3 separate regions of the Zea mays genome follow, and regions 1 and 3 are each linked to region 2. The links are chromatin contacts, called in public Hi-C maps. All regions are on one chromosome and are shown on one strand. The core of a region is the stretch at or near the end of the contact, and the rest is flanking DNA. Distances in the headings are between cores, read along the strand shown.

Region 1 (4,486 bases), core at 116-2,615, 210 kb after region 2:
GCAACAAAGGAAAAATAAAACAGTTTATTCTAACTATTCTAGCATATCTTTCAATTATAATCATATTCCTTCAAATACCACCACCCCTCTATTATTTGTTTCACTTGAAAAACCTCCTCAATTTGATGGAACAAATTATTCCAGGTGGAGCCATAGTATGATAGGACACTTATGCTTACCCCATCCAAATATTTGGTATATTGTTGAAGTAGGAATGGAGTTGCCCGATAGCGACGATGAGGACTTCCAACAACTAGAAGTGCAACAAATAATAAATCACAATGCCTACTCTTTTTGCGGTAGAGATAGAAACAATTAGACAAAATCTAGTTTGCACATTATTATTTAGTTATTTACATAGTTTTTGTTTAGGAGATTTATTTGTAGTCTAATTAGCGTTTTAGAAGTTCTAATTTACTTCCTCTTAAACGTCCGTGTTTCTTTCATGACCTACAAGTCTACAACCAAAACAACTTGCATATTCCGTTAGTGACTAGGTTAATTACCAGTTCCACACCGCGAGTTCTATACTAGCTGCTTCAGGCTTCAGCTCTACCAGTTGGAGTGTAGGACTGTAGGAGGAGGTAGAAAAGGTAGCCGCGTCTCCACGATAAGGCTACCCGCAGTGGAGGACCAGGTGCTGGACTCTATCCCATATAGCGTAAAGAAACACCTGCAGCGGGTGACTGGGTGCTAGACTCTACGCGTGATTGAGCTGCAAATGTAGAATTTGGACGCACATGCGCTAAACGAGGCATGCAAGCAAGCAGCCGACGGAGGCAGATGCATGCATGCACGCGGAGGTGGGGAGGCGGGCCCACATGCATGCACGCGGCCGTTCACAGCACATGCATGCACGCGGAGTGGGAAAAAATATAATATAATATATGGTAGTTGGTATAGGGTTGGAATATAGAGTAAATATGAGTGCGGAGGATTGTGGTATAGAGTGTTGATCAGGACAGAATATTCTTTTTAGGGTAGAAATTTAGAGTAGTATGAGTGCGGATAGCCTAACGAGGAAATCGAGCAGCGGCACCAGGGCCCAGGCCAATCCCAGGAAACCGGAAGCTCGAAAGCTGCCAAGCCCTCGCCGTCCTGCCGCCCACGGCTTACCGCTGCCGCCTGCCGGCCACCCCACCCAATGAAAATCCGCATATACTGTAGTACTCCGTTTCGCCCGCGCCGCCCATCCGTTCGGCTGCCTCGCACGCCCCAAAATCCCCTGCTGCGCCTCCAAAGCCAGCAGCCGGCAGGTCCCGCTACAAAAGCAGGCGGCATGCGCGTGCGCGACAGGTAGCAGCTGCCTGAGCCAGTGCGCTTCGGTGAGCAGACAGGACGGCATAGGATAGAGATGGCGGCCGCGGTGGAGGGGGTGCGGCACCGAACGCTGGAGGCGAACGGAGTGCGCCTGCACGTGGCGGAGGCTGGGCCCGAGGAGGGCAGCGCCCCAGTGGTGCTGCTCCTTCACGGCTTCCCGGACCTCTGGTACGGCTGGCGCCACCAGATGTCCGCCCTGGCGGCGCGCGGCTACCGCGCCGTGGCCCCGGACCTCCGCGGCTACGGCGACTCCGACTCCCCGCCTGATGCGTCCAGCTACACCACCTTCCATGTCGTCGGGGACCTCGTCGCGCTCATCTCCGACCTCGGCCAGCGGCAGGTTTTACTGCAGCAATCCGTTCGATTCGTTGCACAAAACTGCGAAGCAGACACGGTACGTTGGCTTATTCGCCCTCTTTTTTTTTTGATCGGGTTCTCTGTTCGCTGCAGGTGTTCGTGGTGGGGCACGACTGGGGAGCCACCGTGGCGTGGCAGCTTTGTCTGCTTCGGCCGGACCTGGTGCGGGCGCTCGTGAACCTAAGCGTCGTGTACCACCCGCGGCGGCCGGAGATGAGCCCGCTCCAGGCCATCAGAGCTGCCTGCGGCGAAGACCACTACATGTGCCGCTTCCAGGTAAACAAGTGGAGTACTGTGCTTCCTTTCCCATTACATACTGCTACCGCAGCTCCTATGGGCCAGGCAGGATCAATCAATGGTCTTATTTATGATGACTAGTCATGTTCCGTCCTCTGCTCTGATAACCATTGGTTCGGGCATTTGTCATTTTTTGTTGACTCGTTTAGTTTGGAGAGCAGATTGGTTCGATGGATACTGGAACGATTACTTGGTGCCTCAATTTGACTCTGTCCCGTAAAAAAAAGGAACAATTGGATCTATACCATTAAAAGATCCAAACTTTAGATATATACCATGGACCCCACATGTCATTGACTCATGTGGACCCACATGTAAGTGAGATAGTAATAGTATGGATCCAAAGTGGTGATCTTTTAATGGTATGGATCCAAATTTCCCAAAAAAAAATTCTCCTAGCTGTTAAGGAAGGGTCGGATTCGGTACCCCGCACACATAATAGTGGGAGTGACCATAAACAGCTAGGAATATCCACAGTTGCAGATAGATAATGGCGACGAAATAAATGCTAATTAGAAACTTTTGGTTTGAAAAATGAAACACAGCCCATAGACTTAATTCAGAGGAGGTTAGCAGATCATTTGATACAAACTTGAATACTTAGTCCCTAGATGTCTTATTTTAAGAGAATATGTTTCCCTACAATAAATTGATTTTAGTGCAGTAACTGTTATGTGCAAGGTTTCTTCTCTTGATATAATGATACACCGCTCTGCATGTTTGAGGAAAAAAAAACGGTTTTGTGCAAGGTTGCATATAACAGTATTGTTTAATGGAAATATCAGGTCTTCTTTGGAGTTCTATCAACGAACATCAGCATGCAGCACCAGATCAGCTGTAAAACTTACCTATCAGATTGTCTCACTGATTTTAGTTGATTTAAATCTTCAAGGGAATAATAACTCTTGGATGTCGCTGTCTTGAAATCATCGACTTGGTCCCATTTGCATAGTCCAGTTGTGTGGAGCTAACTATTTTTTAACATATATGACATATTTTGTGTATATCAATGCCCCTTTAGATATGTTTTTTTTTCTAAAAAACACTGCACATTTGAATTACATAAGGATGCATACAGGAATTTGGTGTTGCTGAAGCTGAATTTGCTCTATATGACATCAAGTGGGTGTTTAAGAAGACATTTGGCATGCGCAAGCCAGCTCCTCTTATTCTGCCCAAGGACAAGAGCTTCTTTGACTCTCTTGATTCAGATGGAACTTGTCCTCCATGGCTATCAGAGGAAGATATTTCTTACTATGCAGAAAAATTTGCGAAAACAGGCTTTACTGGAGGACTTAACTACTACAGGTGCATAGACAGGTATGTGCCTTCTGGTCAGTCAACAATTTTGATTTCGCATTTTCTTTATTGATGCAATCAATCATTTACCATCCAACAATTTCCTGTTTTTTATTTGCCATGGGATTACTGAAACTCAGTTCATGTTTGATTGGTCCAATGCTATTTGTTTGATTGGTCCAATGTATGCCTTAGGGCATGCATAACTCATATGAATGCACTGTGTATTTATGTGTTTCTAGAGGGTAAGACAAAAATTGTGTCTTCATCAAGACATATCTTTGACACGGTTCTTCAAGTCTTGAGGAACAACTTCATATATACAACCTTCGTTAATAAATCGTGTCTTAGAGTTTTTAGGGAATAAGATACAAAAGTTAGATACACTTTATTGTATCAAAGTATGTCTTAGATATCTTTTATACTTGATGATTTGTGCCCCTGTATCTAGGTTATACACGCCCTTAGGTGTCTTTTATACTTGAAGAATCATGCTCCTGTTTCTGGGTTGTACATGTCCTAAGGGTTTCTTTGGGACAATTTCCTCAATTTTAAATTCACAAAAAATTGACCCTACAGGTCAAATAGTCCAGATTCACCAAATTGATGAATCTAGGGACCAGATTTACTATTTTGGGAAACAACTCAATATGTGGTCCACCAATTTAGATTTGGTGGAGCTAGTAAAAATTAACCACCTCTACCACTTGTAACATAAACTACTGTTCCATTCTGTTTTTCGTCGTTTCTTTTTTCTTCACGAGCGGACCCAGCCATGGTCAGGAGTCGCATCCAGCTGGCAGCTGCTCTCCTATCTAGGGATGGTAATGGGTATTGGTATGTGTATGGGTAACTAACCGTAGGTAATTATCCATCAGACACGGATATGGTGGAATTCATTATCCACGAGTATGGGTATGGATATAACAAGGTATCCATGGTTAATTTTTTCGTAGGTATGGATATCTAGTATCCGTACCCGTTACCCAATGGGTATGTGACACGTGGGCCTTCCGGATTCAATACATTATCCCAAATTCACATGTTCCAATTTCTATCCATGATATGTTGTTTGGTGTTGAAATTGTTGTTTGATGATGTTGGAATGATTAAATTGTTGAATTGTGATAAAATTGTTGTTTGGTGTTGAATGCTGATATTGCAGTGAGTGAGCGGGTAATGAATATTCGTCGAGTAACAGATATTAGGTGGG
Region 2 (4,593 bases), core at 1,210-3,709:
TATCTGAAAAATGGTGGGATAGCCCAGCTTAAGAGTAGTAAAAGAACTCCCCTGTATGAAATCATCAACTGAAAGTCAAGCATATCTATATAAGGGGAAGAAGTATGGTGATTGGAAATGGTACATATACAAGTTTCTGGCTGGATAAATGGTGTGGACAAGTGTACCTCAAAGAAAAGTTCCCTCATCTGTTTGAAATAAGGACATAGCAAGATGGGATTGCAAGAAATCTGGGGGTTTCTCTGTTAAATCTACTTATAAACACCTATGTAGGAATTAGGTTGGAATGAGCTTCAAGCATATCAGGAAAGCTAATCGGCCCTTGAAGGTGAAATTTTTTCATGTGGCTTACCCTTCGGGAAGCCATCTTGGCAAAAGATAACCATCAGAGGAGAAACTAGAAAGGAAATGGTACTTGTGCAGTTGTGTTTTTTGCACAGAACAAGAAACTGTGATACGTCTCTTTCTTGGACCTTGGTTGTACTACTGCAGCATATGTTTAGAGTTTGATTGCTTATGCAATAGGGGCTAACTGTAGACCTAGCACTTTCGAGTTTTGACCAATACTGGGATTGGATTAAAACCAACGTACCCAATGGTAATCCGGTCTATGTTATGGGCATCGCTGCTGTATTCTGGCCATTTGGAAGACCAGGACTGCAGTCTATTCTTGACAAAAAGAGGATTAAATCTCCTACTGAGATTATATGTGTGATGTGTTCTTTTATTACATATTGGGCAGGGCCAGGGCTACGGAAGTCGGAGATGGAGAAGCAGATTCTTCAAGGTGAGGAGACCATCAAAGCGATTGCTCTTCTATTTCATCAGCAAGACATGAAGACTCAAGCGCAAGAAGAAAGACAAATGCTGGTCATGTCCAGGAGATGTCAGTTTGCTCAGCCTGTGTGCTGCTAAGGCCAAGGCCCATGTATTTGGAACTTCGTTGGCATTTTTTTGGTTTTGTTTGGAGTAGTTCGTTCTCCTTATGGGTGGGTTGTTTCCCCCTGATGGCTGTTCCCTGGGTGTGCAGCATCAGGGTGGTCGTGAGACTTCACTTTCGTTCTGTTTGCTACGTTCTAAAACTTTGTAATTTCGATACTATCATAATGAAATTTGGTTTTTACCGTTGTGGAAAAACAAAAATGTATCAATAATTAGAGATAGGCACGTACGCTGACTTCAACGCGATGATCCGCCTCGCTAGCTTGTTTAAGCTTGTCTGATGTATCCTTCACTAGTTGTGTTATGTGTTGCCGTGTTTTATGTCTGCGATCAACAGCAGGTGATAGTCAGTAGACACATCAAGACAATTAGAACTTGTTAGCCTATATTTGGGCATAATTGAAGTTACTACTAATTCAATTTCAAAATATAACACAAAATGAGCAAGGGGTGCATAAGAACTGATTCAGATGACCTAATGAATCCATGTAGGTCATATGGCTTGATTTGCTCAATTCAATGGCTGATGACTAAGTATCAGCTAAAGTAGGCATCATCAAGAGCTATAACGTATGGACTTAGCAAATCGATTTACGGAAGCAATCTCTAAAAAAATAATAAGAGAAAATTAAACCCCAAGCAACCACCACTGGCAACTGTAATCGAAGTATCGACCACTTGCAACAGGAATCGATGCATCCATAGCAGGGACGAAACCTAAGCCGTAATTATACAGGCGCCAGGCGGATCAAAGCCGGAGCGGACCGAGTCCGCGAAATCAAAACGGATGGGGGTTGAGGCAAGGCAATCAAAACAGATTGGAGGTGAGGTAAGGCAGGAAGGCGGGACGTACATCCTGTCGCGGAGGTCGGGGGTATCCTTGGGCGTGCCGAGCGTGTTGACGAGGCGCTGGAACGTGGCAACCGCGGTGTTGATCTGGAAGACGCCCGACGCCACGGCCTGCGACGCGCCGGCGCCGGCGCCCCCCGCCCCCGCGGGGCCCCTGCCGTTCCTCCGGCCGCCGCCGAGCGGCGCCCCCCGGACGTGCCCCGCCTCCAGGTCCTGGAAGCTCATCCTCTCCTTCCGCTGCCTCTGCCTGGCTACCGACCCGGTCGAATCGTCGCCCCCGCCGGTCGAATCGAGGCTCTGAGCAGGAGATGGGATCCGAATCGGCGTCTCGCGAGGCCGGCCGCGAGAGGGGCGAATTGGAATTGGGGGACCGGGTCTAGCCCTCCGACCTTCTCTCTATTCTCTTCTCTTGTGTTTCGTTTCGTGTGGCGTCGGATAGATTGGGGATTCCGGAATTCACTCGCGGCGCGCAGGGGAAAGGACGGGACGAAAGAAGGTCTGTCGTCGCGGGCTCGCGGCAAGCTTCCAAGCCACAATCCAGTAATCCAGGTTGGTTCGTTGCCTTGCCTTGCCCGCCGGGTCGGGCGCTGGAAGCTGGGCCGCGACCGCGACGTCGCGTACGCGGTGCTCCTGATTCTGGCTGGGTTTGAAATTGCTTCGTGGGTCACGCGCGCCGGCGGCTGTCGCATCGACTGGGTCGTCTCTTTATCGACGGCCAGTTAAAGTTAAGGTAGAGTCAGAACTAAAACTATCTCCAACTATATCTAAAAAGCCTGTTTGATTGGCTTCTCCCCCGTAGCCTAGCTGCATGAGCTAGGATTGCGGGAACCTGGCTCCAGAGATACGACCAATTTACTCGTCTCTGCAGAGTTTGGTTCAGGGTACTTTTAAGTATCGTGCGAGTCTGGTTTCACATCTACACGCAGGTAACCAAACATACACCTCGCACGTGTAGAGCCTGGTTGACAACAACCAAATATCAGCTCATTGCATCCCGCCATACAAGCACCAGCAAATACAGGCAACCAAACACATAGTAAACTTTGATTTAGCCATTTAGTATATCTTTAAAAAAAAACTACGATCCAACCGTTTTCTAAATTAATTCTGATATTTAAGCATATCCAAAACCAGTGTTTCTTCTCCTCAAACTTGCTCTCCTCTTCCGCATTCCCAACCAAAGAATTGGCGCCTAAATTTTGGTGCCTCGCACCGTTTTTCCATCAAATCGACCGTATTCCGCGCACCACACTAGACCACAACTGATTCGCGTGCCTTCCCATCACTACCACAAGCATTCTTTGGCAACAAAATTTTGGGCGAGGAACCCATCTCCTTGCTGCCCAAGCAGATCTGGCCGAGTATCCCGTCAGCTAAAAGAATCTGTTATGCCTTCTCTAAGGTAATCATTAGCCCATCTGCTCTCTCCATCCCTAGCTGTTTGGGTCTCTCTCTGAAATTCATAGATGCCCTGCTCCATGGATGCATGTGTCTAGTGTTTTTTCCATTAACTAATTTCCACGTGTTTGTATTTGTGGTCGGATGTTTCAAGTAATTTTTTCCATTAACTTGATTGGCCACGTTATGGATAGATAGATGTTGGGGGCTACTGTTGGGGGCCTTCGGCTCCCGAAGGTCCTCAAAAACACAGTTTGACAATGTTTTCCAAGTGTAAAATGTGAACAGACACCTTCGGAACAGGCACCTTCGGAGTCAGGTCGCGAATATACAAGGACATGTTTAAGACGAAGCTGGAATGAAAAGCGGTCATGACGAAGGATAAGACGGTCATGAAGCCATATGCAGAAAAGCTTCGGCATAACGGCAGAAAAGAGGAACCGACTTAAAGATAAAAAGCCAAATTGGACCTTGAAGGATTACTATAGAGTTATTGATAAATGTAAAGGGCATCAATGTAATTTTACACGGGCTGCGTCCCGTGCCTATAAATAGGTGAACAGTACTCTCGTACTGTTCACGCTGACTGGGCACACGTCTTTTTGCATCACGACTTGTACCTTTGCCTTACATCAGTCTGAAGGTACATTTGTAATTCGTTTTCATGAATTTAATAATGGAAATGTATTGATGATAATGCTGGTATTATTACTTTCGCACTTTATATATATGTTTATTCTGTTTACTCATTTACCAACTTAACGAAGGTCTTTTCCTTCGTAACCTTCGTTATATTATGTTTATATCCTTCGTCCGAAGTTCATTAAACCCTCGAGGAGATAATGCTTCAGCGGACGAAGGGTATTTAATACTTAACATCTTCGTGTTGTCTTGTTCTTGATTTATAGCATTTGAGAACAAGCCCCCAACAATAGATAGAGACAAGTGTTCTATGGTTGTAGAATGCATATAACTACTATATCAACTAGTATATGCTATCGAAGTGATTTCTTTGTTGCCAGGTATCCTGATTTTATACTCTAAATTGAGCCAATACAATACTTTTGCATATGTTTATTAGTTATACGAATTATGGTACCAGCAAGTACAAACAGACATTTGTATAATGTGCCAATTAATATTGAGAATATTGTTCACATAATCACATCTTCATATATGAACTAGGTGAGTGCCCGTACGTTGCAACGGAAACATATAATACCACGATAATTTATATACAAATATGTTGTATTGTTATTAGAAATTGATTCGAACTTATCTTGTCAGCAATACTTTCAAGAAGGTCTAGATCGGTGGTAGGAGAACCAGTCGATTTCTTCAGCTTGAGGAAGACGATAGGTGGCAGAACATGGCTGGAAATTTCAAGCTATGCAGTTTTTGATA
Region 3 (4,847 bases), core at 1,411-3,910, 210 kb before region 2:
TGGGGGGGAAATCAGTCACACTAAAAATATTGGAATGGAAACAGAATATCCGTTAAAGTAACAGCATTAGATTACTTTCAAACCTTTGATTGATTAGAGTTCGGAGGCGTGATGCCTTAAGAGTAGGGAAGACAAGTTTTTCCCGGAAAAGGGGGTTTGCTTCAATAAGTTTTTTTAGCTCAACCAGCATAATACTTCGAGCTGATTTAGTATCCCCATACTTAGACAACTGTTCATTTTCCCTGCAAGCAACATTATTTGATAGTTTTGAGCTACAAATTGAAAACAGAAGCAGCAGGCTAAGGAATTATAATACTTGGAATAAAACACTGTAGGATAGTAATAAATATATTGTTAAGCAACTAACAAATTTCATTTTAAAAAATAATTTTTACAGGAAAATACAGCATAACATAAAAGCTACCAAATGAATATCTTAAACAAACCTCTATCATTTGCAATAAGCATCTGGCAGCTAACGAGTTATGCCGTTGCCGGCTTGCAGGCCTACTCAGCTAATGTATGTGTACCAGCTGCTTGCCATGGCTTCCTAATAGTTCATGATCTATTAGTAAATGTCCTATTTCATTGTCAGTGAAGATATATTAATTGCATTGCACCAAACAGGAGAGTCGTTTTCAATGTTTATCTTAAAGATCTAAGGGGTAACAAGGCTCTAAGAAATATTTATTTTAATGGTTTCTCAGCAATCTGATGCCATGGATTTAGAAAGCAAAAGGAACAAACCTAAAATTCTCAAGAGTGAGAAGTTGTGTTATCTCCTTATACAACTCCTCATTGAATGTCGAGAAGACTTTAAGATCCTTGACAAGAATATCTACAGCCTTTGCTCTATCATGCCTGTTTGGAACATAGAAAAAAGAAAAAAAGTCAGTACAATTTTACAATTCCCCAAACAATGGCACGAAATTCGAAAACCCAGCTCCTCATTCAAATGAAGTTTGAAATATGAAAGAACAGTACCTATCAAGCGCTTCCAAATACTTCTGCTTCCTGATCTCAAAGAAGATCTTCATCGAATACCTATTGTCATCTACCTTGGTGAATCCTGACAAGTATCTCTCCACCTCATCCCACTCCCCAGCATGGACCTTCTCCTCGAAGTACTTCATATTGAAGAAGAACCCTGACTCTTGCTCAAGCCTACAACACAATGTGAAGTAGGGAATTATTACATGTAGTAGAATATCAGCCCACAGGCAATTCCATTTCTGGGATAAAAGAACGTGGTACAACATCAGTTGTCAAATTTTCTCATCAATCAACAGAATGGGTACACTAAAGAGCTCATAACTCCAATGGTCAAAACTGAAAAATATCGAGTAACCACTTAAACCAGCCAACCACAATGCAAGATTTGAGCTTGGAAGTGATCCTAAACGACCAACCAAGTTCATGGCATTTATTGTGAAAAAGATCAGAAGCCACAAAGTACAGTTCTGACTAACCAACCGTGTGTTTTCTTCGATGCAAAAATTTGGAGCAAGCAGAGCAGAGTGCAGAACACATTGAAAACAGAACGTCCTACAAGTTCCAATTGCCTGGTTGAAATGACGTAATCCAGCAACATTACCGTCTAGTGCGTCGTTTACTGATTATTACCCGCAGGACACGACAAGGGGACCAAAGCGCCAGTACACCAAACAGAGTATTGATTTATAAAACTAATAACACGAGATTCATTTGTTCGACGAAATTAAGTGAACCGACAGAGAAGAGGAAGCCCAGTGGACACAAGAACCAGCGATGGGTGTAGTGACCCGCACATGCAAGCTCTATATTCCAAATGCGCCCCTGAATTTTTCCGGAATATAAAAAAAGTTGAGACCTTGAAAATCGATTTTTGGCCTGATTAAATAAAAACATCGACTGTCACGGAGAAAAGCACGAGGGGGGATAAAATGTCTTTTGACCTAAATAGCCCCCAAACTTCCATGTTATTACACGGTTCCTAACAAATCGAACGAAGCTTGAAAAAACTTATTTTTTCCAGCAGCAACTCGTCGAATCCCAGAAAGGAAAAGAAACGACTTAAAAAAAAACAGAGCCGCGTCTGGCCGGATTCATGAGAAAAAAAAAAAGCGGAAACAGGCTGCGCGACAAATCAAATCCCCTAGAGCGTAGAGGAGCCTGATCTCCAACCACTCACCAACCCAAGGTAACCACCGGCCGCGCAAAGAGAGGGGAGGGTGTACGCACTTGTGCACGGTCTCCTTGAACTTCTCCTCGTCGAGGAACTGCAGGATGAGGAAGACGAGCTCGCGGCTGAGCGACGACATGGCAGCGGCGGCGGTAAGCCGGCCAGTGGTCGATCCGCGCGCCCCGGAGCTTGTCTGGCGCCCCCGGGTCCGGAGGGCGCGGTCCTGGTGGCTTGGCCGCTCAGGCGGGCGCGAATCCTAGGGTTCCGTCGTCGGCCCGTCTCTCGCGAAGCGAAGCGGAGGCGAGAGAGAAGCGGAGATGTGGAAGAGAAGGTTGGGGGAGAGAGAGAAGCTATGGTCTCGCTTTCTTCGATGCGTTGCAGACCTCTCGCCCTTTTCTCTCTCCCCACGCCACCCAGCACTGGCTTATCTGTGAGAAGCACATGTCCTTATTGATAAGTGGGTAAGCTTATTGATATCTGCACGTACTTATATGATAGGTCGAGTGCGGCGGAATCGAAAGGGCTGGGATTAAATCGGATGGATATTCGTGAGCTGGCGTCCGGTTGTGAGGGCGACGTGCGCGCGAGACATCGCCTCGCGAGACAGGGGAAGGGCGGTGCTGGGGCTGCCGAGACGAGACGACACGAGACTGGCTTGCGTTTCCATGCGTGGTTGGTTGCGGACTGCAGGAAGGCAGTTTACATCCATCGCGCGTCTTCTCGGATCAGCAGCGTGCCAGTGGGAAAACAGTGGCGCACGGCACCGACTGAAGGAGATGAGGGCAGGTACATCCTAGAGACACTACAACGATTTTCTAATACAACACGATGCTAAGTGACTATACCATAGTTTTAAACCTCTGGATCATAAATATAATTAAAAGACAATAAATATAAAAAAATTGTGAAGATACGTGAAGAGTTTGCCTCTTTATTTTTTTACTTAAGTCTCTAAAGACTCTTTAAAAAGCATCTAATAAAATTGTACATGTCCTAACTAAGTGCAGGTTCACGTGCCCTGGGATCAATAGGCAGTTGTCTGTGTGTGCGGTATAATTGTCCATGTTGTGATGTAAAGACTTTTTTCTCTATAAGTTGATATGTTTAAGTTTACTATAAATATTTACTATAAAAATATCTTAGTACTTATTATATATTATAAATATTACTCTCTTATTCTTCTTTATAGAGGTTTTGTCTTTTAACATATACGACTTATATATATATATATATATATATATATATATATATATATATATATATATAGACGTATTTTTGTAACCAGGTGCATAGTAACTATAAAATCCAAAATAATCCATATTTTAACAACCTTCTTGTTGGAGACTTGTTCTCAAATGCTATGAGTTAAAAACAAGGCAACACAAAAAATGTTAAACGTTAAAGTCCTTCGTCCTTCGAAGCATTATTTCCCTTGGGACATAATGATTTTCGGACGAAGGTTATGAAGGACATACCTTCATAAGCACAAGATATAATAATAAAGAAGAAATCATATGAAGTGTAAGAGATAACATAAACAATTATGTATTGTTATCAACTCATTTCTATTTTATTATTATGGAAAAATGGAAATGATATCAAATTACAAATGTACCTTCGGCTTGAAAGAAGGTAAGAGTACAAGTGTGACGCAAAAGCAAATGTCAAGTCAGCGTGAACAGTACGGGAGCACTGTTCATCTATTTATAGGCATGGGACGCAGCCCATGTAAAACTACACCCATGTCCTTTACATTTACTAATGACTCTATAGTAACCTATCGAGGTCTGAATAGCCTTTTCCTTTTTAAGTCGGTTTCCTTTTCTGCTATAGTGCCGAAGCTCTCCTGCACATGGCTTCGGCTCTACGCCAACCTTCATGTTCTTTGTGCTTCTTCATACTGTGGATCTGATCCGAGTCCGAAGATACCTGTTCATGTATTATACTCCAAGAACATTGTTAAATCATGTTTTTGAGGACCTTCGGAAGCCGAAGGCCCCCAACAGTAGCCCCTCGCAATATTAATTTGTTAGAATGATAAATTCAGATTGCGATATGGACGAAGGCCCTAAGTCGAAGGTCCGAAAAACACCTTCCCTTTGCTAGAATAGCAACAGTCAATGACAAGTGGGGCCCTCCAGCTTGCAACGCACTAGGCGTATAAATAAGAGCACACCACGAGCTCATTTGGCACGCTTTTTGCCATCTGCTCTGCTTGCTCAATTTTTAGCTCTTGCCTACCAACGCTTGCTTGGCTTTTTAGATTTTCTAAGCTTCAGCTTTAAGAGCGCTTTTTCACCATTTCCGAAGAGAAGATGTCTCAAGATAAGAAAGTTATTGCTGAAACGAAGCTGAGCGAAGATGAGAAGCTTCTTAAGGAAAAAACCGCTGGATTCATCGAGTCAATTGCAAAGACCAACACAGAAAAGATTACAAAAGAAATTCTAGAAGGCTTATCTGAAGATACCGATGACAGCGATAGTTATGATGTGGAAAGTGGGGGCGAAGACTCCGAAGATCGGCAGTGGCGACCAAGTCACGCAGTCTTCGGAAAATCGACTATCAGGCAAAGTCATCTTGATAACATGAGCGGAAGATATTTTCGAGACATATCCATCGTGAGGGCTGACAACGGAGACATGACTGACCCTGTTCCTGAAGAGAATGAAGTCGTAATCTACCGAAG

Evidence for each region. A called contact is a pair of places that touch in the nucleus more often than the background predicts.
Region 1: a Hi-C map of ear shows a contact between it and region 2, with 2.2 times the contacts expected there. The contact joins the promoter of LOC100282504 here to the promoter of LOC100383665 in region 2. A contact is called at or near these places in 5 of 25 Hi-C or Micro-C datasets (ear, endosperm, leaf and 1 more).
Region 3: a contact with region 2 is called in a Hi-C map of root tip, with 4 times the contacts expected there. The contact joins the promoter of LOC103649954 here to the promoter of LOC100383665 in region 2. A contact is called at or near these places in 5 of 25 Hi-C or Micro-C datasets (ear, leaf, leaf mesophyll and 2 more).

What each region holds. Positions count from the first base shown.
Region 1 is chr3:36,415,074-36,419,559 of Zm-B73-REFERENCE-NAM-5.0, forward strand. LOC100282504 (epoxide hydrolase 2) reads left to right here and starts at 1,366. Exons shown (of 4, transcript NM_001366433.1): 1 at 1,366-1,660; 2 at 1,771-1,953; 3 at 3,053-3,294. The coding sequence starts at 1,508.
Region 2 is chr3:36,200,057-36,204,649 of Zm-B73-REFERENCE-NAM-5.0, forward strand. LOC100383665 reads right to left here and starts at 2,460. Exons shown (of 7, transcript NM_001366830.1): 1 at 1,796-2,460; 2 at 1,173-1,266. The coding sequence starts at 2,016.
Region 3 is chr3:35,991,563-35,996,409 of Zm-B73-REFERENCE-NAM-5.0, forward strand. It overlaps LOC103649954 (protein TPR1), which reads right to left and starts at 2,661. Exons shown (of 25, transcript XM_008675649.3): 1 at 2,221-2,661; 2 at 985-1,164; 3 at 748-861; 4 at 84-242. The coding sequence starts at 2,300.